3 separate regions of the Sus scrofa genome follow, and regions 1 and 2 are each linked to region 3. Evidence: chromatin contacts called from public Hi-C and targeted proximity ligation data. All regions are on one chromosome and are shown on one strand. The core of a region is the stretch at or near the end of the contact, and the rest is flanking DNA. Distances in the headings are between cores, read along the strand shown. Region 1 overlaps MAP4K4 (mitogen-activated protein kinase kinase kinase kinase 4). Region 2 overlaps MAP4K4 (mitogen-activated protein kinase kinase kinase kinase 4). Region 3 has its middle 43 kb from the start of RFX8.

What was found. Hi-C and Micro-C count contacts between places; a contact is called where the count stands out from the background.
Region 1: a targeted proximity ligation map of alveolar macrophages shows a contact between it and region 3. A contact is called at or near these places in 3 of 47 Hi-C or Micro-C datasets (blood and omental adipose tissue) and 2 of 2 datasets of targeted methods (alveolar macrophages and skeletal muscle).
Region 2: a contact with region 3 is called in a Hi-C map of alveolar macrophages, with 3 times the contacts expected there. A contact is called at or near these places in 1 of 5 promoter capture datasets (liver), 18 of 47 Hi-C or Micro-C datasets (alveolar macrophages, blood, embryonic fibroblasts and 9 more) and 2 of 2 datasets of targeted methods (alveolar macrophages and skeletal muscle).

What each region holds. Positions count from the first base shown.
Region 1 is chr3:52,519,301-52,522,466 of Sscrofa11.1, forward strand. MAP4K4 (mitogen-activated protein kinase kinase kinase kinase 4) reads right to left here. Exons shown (of 29, transcript XM_021087163.1): 13 at 751-912. Among named protein-coding and RNA genes, the nearest start is that of IL1R2, 120 kb to the left of the region's middle.
Region 2 is chr3:52,540,022-52,543,209 of Sscrofa11.1, forward strand. It overlaps MAP4K4 (mitogen-activated protein kinase kinase kinase kinase 4), which reads right to left. Exons shown (of 29, transcript XM_021087163.1): 6 at 1,329-1,419; 7 at 767-897. Among named protein-coding and RNA genes, the nearest start is that of MAP4K4, 110 kb to the right of the region's middle.
Region 3 is chr3:52,797,237-52,800,116 of Sscrofa11.1, forward strand. No RefSeq gene overlaps it. Among named protein-coding and RNA genes, the nearest start is that of RFX8, 43 kb to the right of the region's middle.

The DNA of each region.
Region 1 (3,166 bases), core at 56-2,555, 280 kb before region 3:
TGTTCTTGTTAATAGCTGTCTGCTGACTAACCACTATTTATACCAAGCACGAAGGACCAGTTTTTAAAACCCCAAACCAAAACCTGCTTAATATTAAATAAAACGAATATGAATTGTATTTTCTGAGATCAAACAAAAGATACCTAGAACAATTACATTCTGCCAGCTCTGGTCTGGGAAATTCTCACAAATGAACCAGCCCCAAGCCCTTGGTGACTGAGAGGGCTGGGTCTCCAAAGGCGGGGCTGGGAGGGACACGGACATGACATGTTTTCAACAAGAAGAGAATGACACATCTCTCTAACACAGAAAACACATAAGCACATCCAAAATACGTGGTGAGGAAAAATCCTCTTTAGTCACTGGATACTTCAAATATTTCTCATGGGAAACGTCTTACACTTGGTTTCAAATTTCATTGAAGAAAAAAAAAAAAAAAAAGTTCACTATCATCCAGATATTTGAGGTTTGAAGCACTTAAGCCAAACCCGAGAAGATCCTTCAAGCATCAGACTAGTGGAGACCACTCAGCTGGTTTCGAGAGGTTTCTAAAGTGTCATGATTCATATGTATCTGTTTGTAGAGACAAGAGAGTCCACTTACTGACTTGAATGTTTCCAGCTGCACTTCTGCACGTTCAAAGCTCTGAAGTCCTGATCCCGGGTGAGCTTTCTGCCCCCAACCCCCCAAGTCTGCAAAGTGACAGAGGTCAGGAGTTGTGGCGGGAACATTCTTTGAGGACAAACTAACCTGTTCCCTCTCGACTCTCCTCTTCTCCTCCTCTGCCCGTCTCCTCTCCTCCTCTTCCTTTCGCCTTCTCTCCAGTTCCTCCAGACGCCGCTTCTCCTCCTGCTCGCGTCGCCGCTGCTCACGTTCTTGCTGCCTTCTGGCTTCGCGCTCTCTCCTTTGTTGCTATGCGGGGACAGACACAATCAGCAGACTCCCTAGCCTCGGCTTGCAGGGAGACGCTAACGGGGGGGACCTCGCAGGCCCACCTCCACCGGTCCACATGGACCAGCTTCCTAAGCACCAGTCAGAGCTTGGTTCCATTCTGCTCTCAGTCATGCCCCATTCTTCACTGAACCACAGCAACGAAGGACAGGGAACCCTCTATCCTCAAATCCTACTAACAAGCTATCCAGGGCCCTTAAGTCAGAAGAAAAAGACGAGAAATGGATACAGGACAATAGATCGGGCAAAGAAAAACAGGGCAAAGAAAAATAAGGCAACAAAAGAAGCATATGAGGGCAAGAGGAACTGACACCAACGCGAATAAGAGACGCAGTGATCTCACCGCGACTGAGGAAACCACCCGAGCACGTGCGTGCACGCTAAGGACACAGCGGTCTTCCTTCCACCTCTTCACCCACTGGAGTTCCCCTAACAAACCTAGGAAGCAGGTCCTTCCCTCCTACTTCGAAGAGGAGAAAACAGGCTTGGAAAAATGAAGCGACTGCCTGGTGTCGCCGGCCTCTAAGCCCCCAGGTCTGAGGCCACTCTGCCTGTCACTGCACAGCATATGCCATCCTGCATCTCATTACCAAACTCGCCCAGATCCCAGCCCTTCTACCAGCCCCAGAGTACAGGGTGTCATAAAAGTGACACTGGGCCCACATCTGGGTGCTGAATATAAAATCAACCAACCCCTCCTCCTGTGAACGTGCAGTATGGGCCCTCAGATCCCAGCTGGGGAAGGGCTCGCTCAGTACAGCAACCACTGGCCCCTCGCTGTGACCGAGCACCTGCAATGGGACCAGCACAAGGAAGGAGCGGAGTTTTGAATTTTATTTCACCGAAGTTAAACAGTCTACAGCACAGCTCTAGAGAAAGCACAGCCATCCAATTTCTCAAGACACAGGAAGCCAGCATCACAAACTTTAATGTGACAGAGATTAACTACTAATAAATGAGAAAGTTTGGGGCAAAGCCACTGGAGATATTAGACCAAAATATTCATGATAGGTATACAAAATAGTTATTTATTACAGTCAAAGTACTCCTCCTGAGCCCCACCCCCACCCCAACCCTACCCAGCATTCGTTCTGAAGGCAGATGCTTAAAACTGACTTCCTGAGCAACGGGGAGCTGTGTCTCACACAGGGAACACGGGGTCGGCAGCAGGCCCCTGAGGTGATGGCTACATCACCATCATTCTCTAGAGTCAGCTTCTGGCCCCGCCTCCTCTCTTATTCCATACACTTCAAGTTTGGGGGTGCTCCCCCCACTGTCTACTCTTAGATTTCAATGCAAAACACTCCCCTGTGGGTGAGGTGGGGTTGTAAGAAGAACAGAGAACCAGAACCATCCTGGTGTTCAGAAGCTACGAGTTTAATGGCTAGGACATCTTCGGTCAGGTCTAACACCTACAACTACCCTCCTATAAAGCTGCCTGTTGCTTGCTAGCATAATGCCTTCACACTTTTTTATAAGACTTCTGCACTGACACTATGCTCTTCTGCCGCCAAATGGTCTGCAATCAGGTGGAGGGCCTCTGCCTTCTAAAAGCCAGCAAACCACTTCCCCTGCCTCAGGGCTCCAGGAACAACCTCACACAGAAACTGAGCCACCTCCCAGCTGTGTTTCTGTGGCCTCTCCTCTTCCAGGCAGACTGAGCTAAAATCTCTTATTCTGTATCTTTTGCTTGTTCCATGCAGAAGCAAAAAGAACAGTTGGGTTTTCACCAGCACATCGCTTACAATAAACACTTAGGACCTAAGAACTCAACCATTTCTATCACTGGCAATAAAAAACTTTACATTCCACTAACTGGTAAACACAAGTTTCTGTGCTTTAAATAGCAATTACTTAGTTTCTTCAGATATTCTTGGTTGGCCAGGTTTTCCAAAGGAAAGCATCTTTTTAACTTCTTTTGAGTAAAACTACATCAAAAAGATGATGAAACAAAAAGCCCTCTGATAAACCTGGAGCTGAAATGCAAAGCGGCAGCTCTCATTCAATCTGGTTTTAAAGCTTAAACCATTTGACCTGTTCCGAGCCAACATGGAACCTTCGAGCGAGGGGGGTTTTGCGGCTCTGCCTTGTCCATGGAGAGCCTTTGAGAAATAATCATGGGCAAAGCTGGTGACAAGCAGGACACAGTGCAGGTAATGAGAGAAATCGCCGGAACCCACTGGAAAGCCAGGTATGAAGGGCCCACAAGCACACC
Region 2 (3,188 bases), core at 395-2,894, 260 kb before region 3:
GAGAGATGAAGTTATATCAGCCAATTTGCTAAAATCCAAACAAGATTTTCTAAAATCTAGCTGACAGTTACCCTCATTAGCCTTCTTTGGTTTAGAAGCTATCCTAACAAACAAATTACCTAAAGTTGCTCATTTTAAGAATTTTCCTAAATACACCGGCAAGTGTTAAGATATGAACTTAATTATGAAAATCACTAATAAGTACATCAACCACTCTCATTTAATTAAGGGAAGAGAATTTTTTAAAAGTAGTTTCCATAAACACATTCAACCTGAGTCTGACCAAGAGGGAGTTTACATCAGGATCAAAAGGTGCATTACTGATACCAGTCCCTAGAGGTCACTCTAACAGTTTAAATAGACTTGGGACCAAGACAAAGCTGCAATGCTCTTCAACAACAAAGTTCATACAGATGAAGCCATTGCTTTATACTGACAATATCTTTAAAATAATATCTGATTATAATCTACTCTTCAAGATAAAAAGAAGAGCAAACAGGGCAGAAGCATTTAATTTGCTCTGGACAAAAATTTCTACAAACAGCAGAGTGACCCCCACAGCCTGCCCTGCCATCAAAGCAGCATCTCACTTAGTGACAAAACGGAGGTGATGTAGAATGGACCAAAACAAGCTCAAAATACTGTCCCAGCAGATGTGCCCCGGCAGTTCTCACTGATACAGCACAGGGGGCGGGGACAAAAAGGACACATGCCAAGGCAGAGACCCTCCCCGCCCCCACCCGGAACGGCAGGGCCAGCACCTTACCCTGTAGTCGTAGGTGGCATCAGGGTTCTCGTCACAGGCAATGACCTCGGGGGCCATCCAGTAGGGGGTGCCTATGAACGTGTTCCTCCTCCCCACCGTCCTGTCCAACTGTGCGCTCACGCCAAAGTCCACTGTGGCAGTGAAGGATAGGAAGAGGTGCACAGTGAACACAAGGAGGAAGCAGGTGGAGAAATGTCAGAACAGGGGCCTTGAGAGTAAACCTGTGTAGACACTCGAGCTTTCCCCCACACGGTGAGGAGCCTCCTCTCCAGAGTAGAGCCAGCAAGTCGCTCCACCAGCCTGAAAGTTTCCGGGAAGCCTGGAAACCGCCACCCCCGCCCCCGAACTTCCCAACTGCGATCCCCCAGGAGGGACTTCTGGGTGAGCCAGGAGCATGGGGAAGGGGTCTGGCAGCCGGGCCACTCAGGGAGCCCAGCTCCCACCTCTTGCACAAGACAGAAGCACCTTGTGGGGAGCGCCAGCGTTCTCCGCTAACGCTCACAGCGCGGAGGCTGCTGGCCGGGGGGCATGCACCGGACTACGTGGCGAGCCCATCACCTACCAAGTTTCACCTCTGCGTTCTCCGTCAGCAATACATTCTGGCCCTTGATGTCCCGGTGAATCACGTGATGGATGTGGAGATGTGCCAGTCCCTGAGCAAGAAAGACAGATCTGGATTTGGTTCTTTGTCACTCTGAGTATAAATAACTGAATGCACACACAGGCCAAAAGTCTCTGCGAACCGTCCTGAGAACGTACAATTCAATGTCAGTGCATTTCCAGGAACAATCACCAGTGACGCCCCCAAGCAGAGAGAGGCACCCCCATCCCAGTGAGGCGGGGCCTGGGTGGGGGAGGGGTGACCACTTTCCTGCTGCTCCCTGAAGACTGGCTTTTAGATGACGGTTTGCAACGTCGCTGCTGTAATTTGGGCTATTTGTGTACAGGGTGGTTCCTTTCCCACTCTGCATGCCTGTCTTGCAGTGGGTGATCAGGGGGCCTATATGAACTACATGTGCCCCGGGAGAAAGCCAAAGGGAAGGTGGGCTTTAAAGTCTAGCCCTTGAACCCTGCCTGGTTTTCCCACCAAAGAGCAAAAAAAAAATTGCTAACTAGTGATCCACCCCACGTGTAAAACAATTCTGCCATCAAAAGAGCTTTATATTTAAATAAAGTATCTTTCTTTCCCAAGGATGTAAATCCTACTGGGCATGGAGCACTTTCTGATGCCCCTGTATCTGGAAGGAAGCCCAGAGCATGCCTCTGATGAGAGGTGGTGGGAGTTCGCCTCCAAATATGGCCAGAAAGACAAAAAGCCGTCATTCTCACAACTCATGCACTGGCTCTATCTTTAGCTCGAGAAGCCAAATCTATAGCCTGCCTCCTTCAGATACAAGCAGCCTATTAACTCCAAAATGCCACAGTGCAAAAAAGGGTTGACCAGAAATAAGAGTTTGATTTTTCCAGTTTAATTTTTTGTGGGGTTTTATTGTTATTATTACTTTGAAGGATATGAATTAAACACAATGGCTGCCCTAGAACACTAATTTCCCTAACACGGAGGGTCTCTAAAATCATTTACTATCTGCTTTGAAATAGAACAGAGCCTACCTGATGGCTCAGTGTCCTTTCCCACCTCCCCGGCTGGGTGGTGTCATACCACAAAGCACCGAAAGCACATGGCAGCTCCGTGCTAGAGTGGGAAAGAAAGTCCCCCCATCCAGCATAATGCAGGAGGTGGTGGTGGGGGGGACACACTGCAGCTTCCCTCATTCCTACTGTCTTCCTTCAGTTCACTTTTTATTCTCTTTCACAAACCCCTTTCTTACACTTTTCTAGAATTATCTCAGCAGCAAACATTAAGCAGCCACATCTTCTCAAGTGTGGCCTGCATGTACTCTGCTTCCTTTCGAGGAATTTCTGTCCCGAGGCTACCAAGCCGGGGAGTGGATGCTGCCTGTGTCTGACGGCTCTCACTCCACGTGACCCTGAGCTGTGATCATTGTGAAGGAGGACACGTGCTTCCTGCAAGAAGGACCCAGGAGGATGGGAGTGTGCTCCTCCTTGACAATACGTAAGCCACCACTGCTCCTCCTCAGCAGAGATGAAAATGCAACACACAGTAAGCACCTACCCAAGAGCAAAGGGATCCATGTTCAAAACCAGGAAACGTTCTCCTATGGCTCCATCATAAGAGGTCACAGAACAAAGAAGCCATCAAAGGCTGTCCTTCAGTGCCAGCTGGGCAAGGCCGCTCGTGCCCTTACTCAGTGTGCACGAGGCTGGTTTCTAGGAAAACTCAAAGCCTCCATGTGCATGCTGAGTGTGGACATGGGCTGGAAGGAACACGTGGTTTCGCTGGTGAGTCTTGGGGTCTAGAGGCCTTGGTGGGCCAGCCCACGAGAGCTACTCTATTGGCGTC
Region 3 (2,880 bases), core at 110-2,609:
CTCCCCCTCCCATGATGGGGTTAGTGCCCTTATAAGAAGAGACCAGAGCCCCTCTCTCTGCCCCAGAGGGACATGGGAAGAAGATGGCTCTGGGCAAGGGCGGGAGGGAGCCCTGATAAGGATCCCAGCTTTGCCAGCACTGGGTCTTGGCCTTCTTGGTCTCCAGAACTGTGAGAAAGAAGCTCCTGCTGTTTTAACTACCCAGCCAGCAGCGCTCTGCCATAGCAGCTCCGCCAGACCAAGGCTTGCTCCAACACCCATGCCGCAAATCATCTGCAGACGGCCCACGTCCTCCTGGGGTCTCGGTGGGAGGCGCTACTGAGTTTACTTTTGTTTTGACTCCTATCTGGGGACACTTGGTTGTCTATGTAAGGTTCTCATTTTGAAGAAAGTAACTCACCCTTAATTTCATTCCCTAAAATAGAAAATTCATTTTTTTTAGGGCCGCACCTGTGGCATATTTGGAAGTTTCTAGGCCAGGGGTCAAATCAGAGCCACAGCTGCCGGCCTACGCCACAGCAGCCACAGCAGTGAGGGATCCGAGCCACATCTGTGACCTACACTGCAGTTCACAGCAACGCCAGATCCTTAACCTACTGAGTGAGGCCAGGGATGGAACACACATCCTTAAAGAGACAACACCAGGTCCTTAACTCACTAGTCACAATGGGAACTCCTGAAAATTCCTCTTTAACTAAACAAAACTGCACATAACAGAGCTGACATTTTCTACCATTTTTAACGCCTGCATGTTCTACTTATGCAGTTGACTAAGTCACTCCCTACTGTTGCGCCAAGTTTTCTGATCCAAACATTTTTATTCCGGCCACTTTTCCCCCAACTTTTAGGTTTTTCCTCAGAGGAAAGTTTCTGGCTAAAGCACCGGAGTTATTTTATGGCTCTTCTCTGAAGCCACATGGTTTCACAAAAGCCTGAAGTCTACACACATGGCACCAGCCATGCAGGAAGGAGCCCACTCCATCCCACCCCCACCCATCCTAGGTCTTGCCTTTTCTCTTTAGTTAACTCGTCTATTGGTCTATTCAGTACCTATAGGCCCTGAGCTTTATTTCACTGTTCATTTCTTCCCAGGCAGACAGAGTTCTGTTATGATGCAGACACTGCAGGCTATCAGTCTGCTAACAATCACAAATCTCTGCCTGAAGCCTCAAGCTTTCAACTCTGACACAGCACTGTCCCCTCTCTCAAATCCCCAAGTGATTCCTTTTAAATTAGTGATCCTTCGAGGATGGGGACAAAGGGTGCAAAAGGCAAAGCAAACAAAGGAACTGATAAGCAGGAAGCGTGTCCTCTGCCACCTGGGGGCCTCCTCCTGCTCAGTGTTCTTCGCAGGCCACCTAGTGGATCCGCGGGGGAAAATGCGCAGCGGGGGTGGAGAGACCCTTTCCCAGTCCCACAGGGAGGACAGCGGGGGCCCTTCAGGACAAGCGCTGGCTCCTTAACCCCGATCAGCTCGGTGTCCAGTCATTTCGCAATTCGGAGGCGGCGGGGGATGGGCCGGCCTCTTCCTGATGAGGCTGTGTGGAAACCAGAGGGGAACGAAAAATAGTCCTTACCTCTCCCAACTGCCCAAAGTTGGGGACTCAGTTAAAGGTATGAATGTCTAACATACCCCACGGAAAGCAAACCGTGAGTCCCATAAACCGAAGTGCCCCCATTACAAGTTTTTATTCACTCAGCAACAATTACTTGAATTCCCAGCGTGTGAGCCAGGCCTGTGCGAACTACAAACAGCTCCAGCCAGGACCTGTGGTCTAGACGGAGAGAAGAGACTCAGGGGTGGAAAGTTAGATAATGGGAGGGGGCAGTAAGGTGTGAGGCCACTGTGAGGTCCCTCTGCAGCAGAATCAGAGAAGCTTCCATGGGGAGGAGGAATTTTTTTTCCATGTGACTTTCTCTTGGGTTATTTAAACAAAATAATACAGACTTATAAAACTTGAAAAAACTCACCCCCCTGCCTTTCCATTCTTAGCAGGGAACCACTGCTGAAGGTTTGCTTTGTGTAGTTCCAGGAGATTTGAGAATGGTCCTTAAAGGATGAGAAGATTTGGTCCATGGGAGCGGGTGGGAGAGGGAGAAAATGGTGGGACTTTTTGGAATGGCAAGAGTTCCCTCTAGGGGCACCCAGCTTTGTTATCTCTGCCATGTATGAATTTTCTGATAGTCTGGGGTCTCTTGAGTGTCTGACAGTATTTACATTTTTTTTTTTAAGAAAAAGGGGGAAAAAACCCAACTAGTTAATCCATTCCAGATACCTGTCTTTTTTCAAATTCCCCAGATTTTTTTCTTCTTCTTTGGTTTGACCACAAAGTGAACCCAAGAGTATGAATCATAAGCCTTCACCTCGTGAATGTTTTATCCTAGGATTTGCATTCAAATCCTCAGCCAACTCAGTGTCTTCCTGCTCTCACTGGCCCTTGGAAGGAAGGGCTGCATTTATCTGTAAGTGTGTGTGTGTGTGGGGGGGTGGTGACAGAGGGCATGTCTGCTCTGCAGCAGCAGAAACTTAACTCCTCATTCAGTTACAAGCAGCTTCATTCTTTGCAGACCTCCTGGACTAGTTTCTGTGCCCCTCTTCTGGACTCACCTCTGTCAGAGGACTAGACAAGCCACAGTAAATCACTATTCATTATTGGGTTATTTGCAGCCCATAAGATCCATGAAGACTGCCTACTCCCTATGGTAGGCTCTGTGCCTAGGACCCCCAATATTTGCAGAATGAATGTATGAGTAATGACCAGGGTCTCACCATAGACACTTTCTACTTGAGATGTGGCCGCAGAGCCAAGTGCATCAGCTGCCAGCCACGTGTGATAGAGAGATGGCTCATACACAGCTGGGCATAGCCCCCACACAGGA